Regions from separate parts of the Rattus norvegicus genome. Here regions 2 and 3 are each linked to region 1. The links are chromatin contacts, called in public Hi-C maps. All regions are on one chromosome and are shown on one strand. Each heading gives the region's core, a stretch centred on a gene start, on an enhancer-like site or on the middle of the called end of the contact. The rest is flanking DNA. Distances are from core to core; before and after follow the strand shown.

Evidence for each region. Hi-C and Micro-C count contacts between places; a contact is called where the count stands out from the background.
Region 2: a contact with region 1 is called in a Hi-C map of Schwann cells, with 4 times the contacts expected there. The contact joins the promoter of Cpsf6 here to the enhancer-like site in region 1. A contact is called at or near these places in 4 of 12 Hi-C or Micro-C datasets (the A7r5 cell line, Schwann cells, frontal cortex and 1 more) and 1 of 1 datasets of contacts at active chromatin or transcription factors (oligodendrocytes).
Region 3: a contact with region 1 is called in a Hi-C map of Schwann cells, with 12 times the contacts expected there. The contact joins the promoter of Yeats4 here to the enhancer-like site in region 1. A contact is called at or near these places in 2 of 12 Hi-C or Micro-C datasets (Schwann cells and frontal cortex).

What each region holds. Positions count from the first base shown.
Region 1 is chr7:55,160,646-55,163,381 of GRCr8, reverse strand. It overlaps Cpm (carboxypeptidase M), which reads right to left. Exons shown (of 9, transcript NM_001108098.1): 7 at 2,733-2,736. Among named protein-coding and RNA genes, the nearest start is that of Mdm2, 39 kb to the left of the region's middle. Within about 2 kb of position 1,366, at least 17 of the 93 cell types and tissues checked have an H3K27ac peak or open chromatin away from gene starts, as enhancers often do. A contact at or near this core is called in Schwann cells, where this site is marked.
Region 2 is chr7:54,872,704-54,875,455 of GRCr8, reverse strand. It overlaps Cpsf6 (cleavage and polyadenylation specific factor 6), which reads left to right and starts at 1,458. Exons shown (of 10, transcript NM_001106785.1): 1 at 1,458-1,555. The coding sequence starts at 1,496.
Region 3 is chr7:54,749,693-54,752,644 of GRCr8, reverse strand. Yeats4 (YEATS domain containing 4) reads left to right here and starts at 1,284. Exons shown (of 7, transcript NM_001127527.2): 1 at 1,284-1,360. The coding sequence starts at 1,310.

The DNA of each region.
Region 1 (2,736 bases), core at 117-2,616:
CACAGCAATCTCTGGAATCCACACTAAAGCCTGTGTTAGACTTGCCAACCTCAAGACTTCAGTGTTCACAATGCCAGGGATCGAACCTAGGACTTCCCACATCCCGGGGAAATTCCCTCCCCTGACTACACCAGCCACAATTCCAGTTTGTTCCCTCCAGTGACAAATCGGATTATCTGAAGGTGACGTCACTTATGCCTAACGGCATGAATGAAAAAACAAAATAAAACCCAATGGTAACAATCTCCAAATAGCTACACTCAGCCACTGTTTGTCATGAAAGAAAAACGCCAGGAAAACAATAAACAGTGTCCTCTAAAAAAGACAGAGAGGAAAAATGAAGGGTTTCATATTAGCAACAAAGTAGCTTTATCTCAAGTATGAAGTGGCTCCCTGACCTATGTGCCCCCCCTTTCTGGTTCACTTCCTCCCTCAGCTGGCGAGGAGTGGGTTATAAAGGCCATCTTTCCTCTCCATTTTATCTATGGAGGCCAACTCTGCAAACACATCTTCCTGACGTTTTTTCCCCTCTCCTTTTGTCTTTCTCATCCAAGTCTCACTTATATTTGTCCTTACACGTATTCAGGGTGCTGAAGTCAGGCACTGAAAAGAGACCACTAGATCCAAAGGTTCAGAAAGAGCTGCTGTAGCAGGAGAGGGAACGGCCAACATTGGGGGGGAAACACCAGCTAGTAAGCAAAGACGGTGAAACTCTCGTCTCAGTCGGAAGGTGCAACCCTCCCTCGGAGATACACTGAACGCTCCGTGGGAAAAAAATGGAGCGTTTTTTGGTCACCATTCAGAGTGGGAGCCAGGGCAGGCCCCCTGAAGAATTCTCCTTCAAACTTGATGACCACACGGTACCCTGTTCTGGATCTGATTGAAAGATCTCCCTCTTGGCCCAATTGGAATCTGGAGCTCAGTCCCTTCCCAGTTTCTTAGGGCCAGGTGAGGGCGGTGAGCCTTTCCTCAGCCTCTAGGCTCAGATCTGCCTTAGAGTCCAGGGAGGCTGGGGCAGCAGCTGTTGTCATAGCGTGCAGCTTCCCAGAGTTGAGACAAGCTAGCTGGGCCTCGGAATCTAAAGATAGTCTTTCCCAGCCCAAGAGAGTACATCCTGGAACACAGCCATGGATACTACAGAGCCCAAGTTTAGAGTGAACTCCTCTGTGAATCCCACCAGCCCCTCTGGAGCCACAGAACCGGCTGCTGTGTAGCAGGGTGGGTCTTTTACTCTGCCTTTTTATCACACAGAAGTCTAATGCTTTCTTTCAAAAGGACACCGGCCTAACAGCTAGGTGCTAACACCGGCTCCTGTCCTCCAGACCAGACCCTGTGCTGTCCTGGAGGTTTCTCTTTCCCACATAGGGCAGGTCTGAGACTTCCAGAGGAGTCACCATCAGACACACAAGTCTAGCACGTGGTGAACTGTTACCAGTGAATGCCCAGTGTGGCAGAGACCAGGGAATGCCATCACAGGAGTGTTCGCCTTCTCACCTAAAGACAGAAGTCCTCTCTGAAGACGGACAGGGCACTAATGTGGAGGAGAGTTTCTATTAAGTAGTAACACCCACATTGATATTTTGAAATAGTTTCATTTTTTAAGTCAGAAAAATATTCCCACCTTAAGCCACAAGGGGGCAGGATTGGCGTGCTAATAAATCTACCGTTAAATGAGTTTACATCAGATTACAGGGACAGGCAGATGGAAAGATGTTCCTGATACAGCCTAATTAAATGGATATGGCCTAATTAAATTCAATGCACTGATGCTAACAATATTTATGCTATTATGTCTTACTTATTATTACTATTATTTCTTACTTATGCTATTGTTTGCCAGCCCGCACAGCTTCCACATACTCAAACCCAAGTAAACCTGGCATGCAAAACCGGCCCTGATTCAGCGCTTTGAGGATCATCGAGACGGCTACATTAAAAGATGACGAAGAGGGCGGCACGTCCTTGATGACAGTAATGAAGGGTGAACTTCACAAAAGAATTCAGAGTTAACTCACTAAAGGATCAGTATCGGGAGAGCTATGATGGAAAGGTTAAATTAGTCCAGGACTCACAGGGAAAGGCCAGCGGAAACCGAAATGTTAGAATAACAGCCGAGGACCCAGCACAGTGATTACATAAGGGGGAGGGGGAGAGCCGATGATTTGTTTATAAAGTTATGAAGGTGCCAGCAACCACTTGGTTTTCTTTTCAAATTTTCCCATTTGCTTATTTATTGATGTATTTGTTGTCTTGAGGAGGCATCCGTGCTCTATGGCGTAAGAGTTTGGAGGTCAGAGGATAGTTTGCAGGAGTCAGTCTGTCCTTCCACCCTGTGTGCTCCCTGGATGAACTCAGGTCACCGGGTTTGGCGCAGGCGCCTTTACCTGCAGTGCCCTGTAGGGGGCTCCAACTAGGCTTCTAATTGGAGATATTGCAAGAGTACGTCCGGTTTTTCCTGATCTTTTGCCAGATTTACATATCATTCAATACATCAAATTGGAGGCACCCTGGGCTTTTACACCCTCAAATCAAGTGAACACGAATCATCCTCTCTTATGAACAGCTGGGCACAGCGTCTCTCACATGCCATAGATAATACACAGAGACTTCAAAGCCTTCGTCCCGGCATAGAAAACGAGGCCCAGCCGCAAGCCCCCAGAGGTTTGGTCTATGCTCGACCCACAGGTTCTACCCACACCGTGTGAGCTTAGGAGAAGTGAGAGGACACAAACCTAG
Region 2 (2,752 bases), core at 209-2,708, 290 kb after region 1:
ATTTGACTTCTAATTAAGCAAAATTTGGAGTTTAGGGCTTTTCAACAGTGGTGGTCACCATTAAGTCCTGTTTTCCTGTTTGTACAATGCTCCATAGTGCTGGATTCTCTTCCAGGGTAAGGGTCTGAGTCCCAGCACCCATGTGATGGTTCACAACCCTATCTAATACCATCTTAGTCAACTGATACTCCTTTTTTGGGTCCTCCCAGGTCACTGCACATGTGTAGTACACAGACTATATGCAGGCAAAACACCCCAACATATAAAAAAATTAAAAAATGTTTATTCAGATTAAGAGGTTAGTCTCTGTGACTGCAACTTTTACAAACATAGATGGTTTTTTTGATGATTTCAGACCAGTCTGATCTGGTGGTTTTTTGTTTTTGTTTTCTTAATAAATGTTAACTTATTTGTTTGGCAGGGTTGGGGTGGAGGTAGGAGTAGCTAAACAGAGGTACTGAGTAGATCAGAGGACTATTTTAAGAGGATTTGGCTCCATTCTCTCTATTCTCCTTCAGAGTGCTGGGGGGCACTGAATCAAGCACGCAGGCAGCTGAGTGACCTGTTGAGTTTTTAAATGGAAGGAAAGAAATGGGTGGAACCGTTGGAAATAGAGATCTCTGAATCATCGGTGTTAAAAGGCGTGCACCTTTACAAGTCATGTAAACCCAGTTAAGTAACTTAAGTTCTATGAGACCTTAGTTCTCTCATCTGTAAAACGGGTTGCTTGGACTTCACTCCACCTTTTTAATTTCGCTTGTAGCTCAGCATTCTGAACCCAGGAGTTAGTTGATTTAGGATACATCTACTCTGTTGTATGTGCTCTAAAATGAGGATAGAAGACTGAACGATGCCTGGGGACAACCTACCACAGACATAAAAAAGGTAAAAGCAAAGGCAATGGGGGAGGAAGGAGGAGGAGGGAAGAAGCGAAAAGATGCTTACAACTACATAAAGATAAGAGATGCAAACGTGCAATATGCAAATAATTCAAGGTAACCACAAAATTCAGTTGTCTGAAGAAGCAAAAATAAGACATTGACCAGGGCATCACATTCTGTTTTTAATTGTGTATACATAGCTCCCATCTCTCGAGACCTTGGAAGCAAAAAACGTAGGAAAAAATAAGAATACATACACACACACACACACACACACACACACACACACACGCACACGCACACGCACGCACATATGCAGTTTGAAAAGACATTCTCTGGAAATAAGCGGGTTTCATGGCGTGCGGGATGGCGGGGAAATCACGCCCTTCCCCAGCCGCGGCTCAATCCTGCACACAAAGGAACTAGTTAGCGCCTCAGAACCGCCACGGACCCTCAGCGGAGTCCTCTGTCAGCACCAGCGGGCCGCTGCACCCTCGTCTCCGCCCCTCGGAAGTGACGTAGAGCGCCCCGCCCCCACCGCTAGATCCGCTGCTGCTGCCTCGGCGGGCCGACCTGCAGGAGGCGGCGGCGGCGGCGGCCGAGGCCGAGGGAAGATGGCGGACGGTGTGGACCACATAGACATTTACGCGGATGTGGGGGAAGAGTTCAACCAGGTACGTGAGGGTCCAGGCTCCGCCGCCAACGCGGACGGTGCCGCGGCCTGGACGCTTGGCTGACCAGGGCCGTCGCGGCCCGCGAGCCGGCTTCGCTGCAGACCGTGCGCCCTTGGCGCCTCCGGGCCGCGCCGCCGTGCGCGACGTCCCCTCACCCCTTGTTCTCGCGCGTCGTTTTGCGGGCCGCGGGCTCTGGAGCGCGGGGCCCGGTCGCCGTGCAGCGGCCGCCGCCGCCCGCTCCTTTCTCAGGACGGCTTCACGCCCCATTGTTGGCTAGGTGGCGGGCGCTTCCCGCCGAGCTAGGCCGCGTGTGCGGGGCGGGGAGAACGGGCCGCCGCGCCCCCTCCCCCGCTGCCGGCCTGAGGGGAAGCCCTGGCTGGGCGCGCGCTCGCCGCCTCCATCCCGTCCCTGCCTGCCGCTTCGGGTTCCGATTCCTCCCGCCGCTCCATTTTGTGTCTCTGTCCGCGCACGGTCGCCTCATGGAAGGCCGCGTTCACAGCCCTTTGTATCCCGCGCGCCCGCTCTCCCTGGGCTCCTGCTCGCGTTTGCGACGGATTTCGGTGTGGCGCCAGGTCCTTGCTCACCGGTCCCCTAGGGGATGGCTGCTTAGGTTTGGTTACGTCTGCAACAAGTCATCTGACTTTTGGACCCACCGATCGCGTTTAAAAGTCGGTACGGCGGCCCACCTTGGTAGTCGAGGACTTGCAGAGCCTCCGAGGCCCAGTCCTTGGCCTTTGTGAAAAAAAATATCGCCAAAGACTTGGAAGCGCGGTGGTTGGACAGAACAAAAAGATGGTGGATGCTGGTACCTAGCTTAACTGATCAGAGAGGCTGAAACGGAGACCGGCCGCCACTCGGTAGTGTAGCTGACAAGTCGTTGTGGACGTGACTGTAGTTTGAAAGCGAAGTGTTTGCCCTGTGGGCTCTGCTTCACGGTTTGAAAGGCTGGAGAAAGTGAGACGTGTAACGTTTTCCGGTCTCACCGGCCTCGGATACACAGAACTTGCTAGTTCTGTTGTCTGGTGATGAATATCCTTGAAACGGTTGATTGCCAGAGTTTGTAACCTCTGTTTAGCCTTTTACTCTCCTCATATATTTTTTTAAATTGCATTTCGTATATTCACGTTTTTCAAATTACATCCAACCACATTAACAAATTCCAAGGTTCCGGTGAGAACCTTAGTAAAATGCCATTGG
Region 3 (2,952 bases), core at 35-2,534, 410 kb after region 1:
TCTCAATCTCTTGATTAGTCTCATTGATTAGTGCTGTGCCCAGCCTTCATCAGGGAAGTTTATTGCAATGAGCAGTGGTTAATACAGAAACTCAAAACTAGCCAAAGTACTGGAAATAGGAGATGCTGGTGTGCTTAACACTATATGGGACAGTTGTATCCTTCCAAGGTTGGGGAGTATTTCAGTAAAGGGGATATAAAGAGCCAAATAGTGGGAGACATGCAGCAAAACGACACCTTCTGGCCATGACAAGACCATTGCACTCCTGAACTTACTGGAGCTGCAGGTATCTTCATAAGACCTAAGAATGGCATGTTAATATTTCATCATGGATAGGGGAAAGGGGCCCATGGGTTTCACCCTTTCCCGAGGTACTATTGACAATTCATGACTGTTTGGGAAAGAGATGCCGTTTTGTTTAGGAGCCACTGAACTTCTCTTGCTCCAGTAAAGAATCCAATATCCATGGTAGGACAGGAAACACCAATTAAACCCAATAAGTCACAAATTAAGAGGACATGAAAGTAGGAGGGAGGCTTGTTGGAAATAAGGGTTCCAACTGGGGATGGGGATGAAAGAGAAGAATGGTGAATGAAGATAAGGACAAGATCCCTCTTAGATATGGTTTAGGTTTTTACTGTAGATATGAGGGAGAAAACAGCCCGAGGAGAAAACAGCCCAAGGTATCTGGAAGAGTCAGACTGAACATGGCCAGCAAAATAGATTGAGCCATGAGGAGGGGAAGGGGACAGCAGTCTTTTCTCTAGTTCCATCATATTGGCCTTGGGAATCGAACTCATGTCAACAGTATTAGCAGCCCCACACCCAGTTATCTGAAGCTTTGATTCGAGTCTATAATCTTGAAGTGCGTAGGATTATCTCAACCCTAAAGTTACAAAAGTTCACTATTTTGGTGCTGGGTGCTCCCCTATCCTTAACTTCTGGAATTCTTCCTAAAACTATTCCCATCTCCCCATTCGGTCGGTTCTCTCTACAACTGCTCAACTAGCTCTCGCCCGGAAGGCAGCAGCCTCGCGCGTGCGCCGTAGCTGCCCAAAACCGTTGCGCATGCGCCGCCCCCATCCCCGCTTCCGCTCCGCTCGCCCACCGCGGGGCTGAATGGCCGACCCCGACGCGGAGGGTGTGGAGGAGGTGGCTGTTCGGCGCCGCAAGCCCAGGTGACCCGCCCTCCTCCGGCCTGAACCCCTCGGCCCGGGCTTGCGCGGGAGGAGCGGGCCTGTGAGGGGAGCGACGAGGCCGCCGGCCTGAGCTCTTTCCCTGGCGGCCGCGGCTCCTTCCCTGGGACAATATGTTCAAGAGAATGGCGGAATTTGGGCCTGACTCCGGCGGGAGAGTGAAGGTCAGTGCGCAGCCGCGGCGCGCAGAGCGGAAGCTCGGCGCTCATTGGTCCCCGTCACCGCCTCCCGTCCCGCCAAAAACAAAGGTTCCGGGTTGGCTAGGGCGTCCTTACTTGACCAGGTAACTGTGGCTCCTGGGTAGCCTTGTCATTCCTGAAGCCCCGTGCTAGTAAAGTCATCAAAGAGCGCTTAGCATCTTTCGTGTTCAGTGAAGGTTGTCATAGAGTCCCAGTATAATGCTGGACGTTGTGACATCCTGTTCCCTCACATTTAAGCATTGTACATGTATTATTAATAGGGGTGGAGGTCAGAGGACAACTTGCAGAAGTTGGTTGTCTGCTGTCACCATATGGGTGTGTCTTTGGAGTAGTCCCTGCCTCTCCAGCCTGTGTTGCAGGCGTCTTTTCCCAGTGTGCCATCTCTCCAGGTCGCCCCCTTCCACCTTCCTACATCCACTGGTTACTTTTTAAGGCACTGGTTCCTGATGCTCTCCCAGCGCCCCTTTTAACTCCTACTTACAGATCTCACCACAGAAAGGAATTTTTTTCTTAAATCATTTTTACACCAATCTACTTCATTTTTAAAATCTTTGTCAGTGTCATGATTATCTTAATCCTAGTGTCTATACATCCATAGCTGTCTTAACGGTAAACATAAGATGAAAAATCCTCGAAAACCTTAAAGCCCTGATGTGCAATAGGAGAAAGAAATGCCAGGTAAAAGTCCATGTTAGAGTAAGAGGCTTTGTAGAGCTGTGCATTTGACCAAGCTTTTAGGTAAGGTGTCCGGCTGGTGGGAAGTGATTACAGAGCAAAGGGTTAATGTGAAAACTTTTCTCTACTTGCACATGCTAAGTCTAGAAGTTTGCGGTTTTTAGTCTAGGATAATTTGAGAAAGTTAGGCCTGTAATCCTCAAATGAGTTTCCTCCTTGGTAGCTGGGGTGGGGTCGGGGGTGAGGCAAGAACAAGATTGGCCCTTGAGAGACCCAACCTAGGTGGCCTGTGTGCTCCCCTGTCCTCACCTCCTCCTAGGCCATTCTTCAATGAGCTGATCCGAGTACTAACTCATGGTTAGTGCTTCCACAGTCCTGTCTCCTCTCAGTGCCACCAGCTAGGGAGCAGCCCTAAGCCTTTGGGGAGCTACTTCATACCCAAACTGTGCTATACATAGTAGTGATAGCAGTGGGAAATGCTTGCCCTGAAATTTTCTCATAAACTGTCCTTGGGTTTTGTGCTGCACTTTGGTAAACACTGCCATAGGCTAATTTAAAAGCCTTTACCGGCAAGCAGAGCCAGTTAAAATGGCAGCTTGAACTCAGTAGCCTAGCTTTTAGGTTTGTGAAGGCATTTTCTTTTCCTTTCACCAAATACTCGTGCTTTTACATGGTGATTTAGAGTAGAACATTTCAGGCCATCTTTCCAGCCATGGGACAGCTCACTCAGCAGGTAAAAGGCACTTGCCACCAAACCTGATGACCTTGTTCAGGCCTCAGGACCCATGTGGTGGAAGGAAGAGAATCTCCTGCAAATCATCCCTGACCTCCATTTGTGCTGCACAGGACGCCCAAACTGTAGTCTTCTGCCAGAGCAGCAA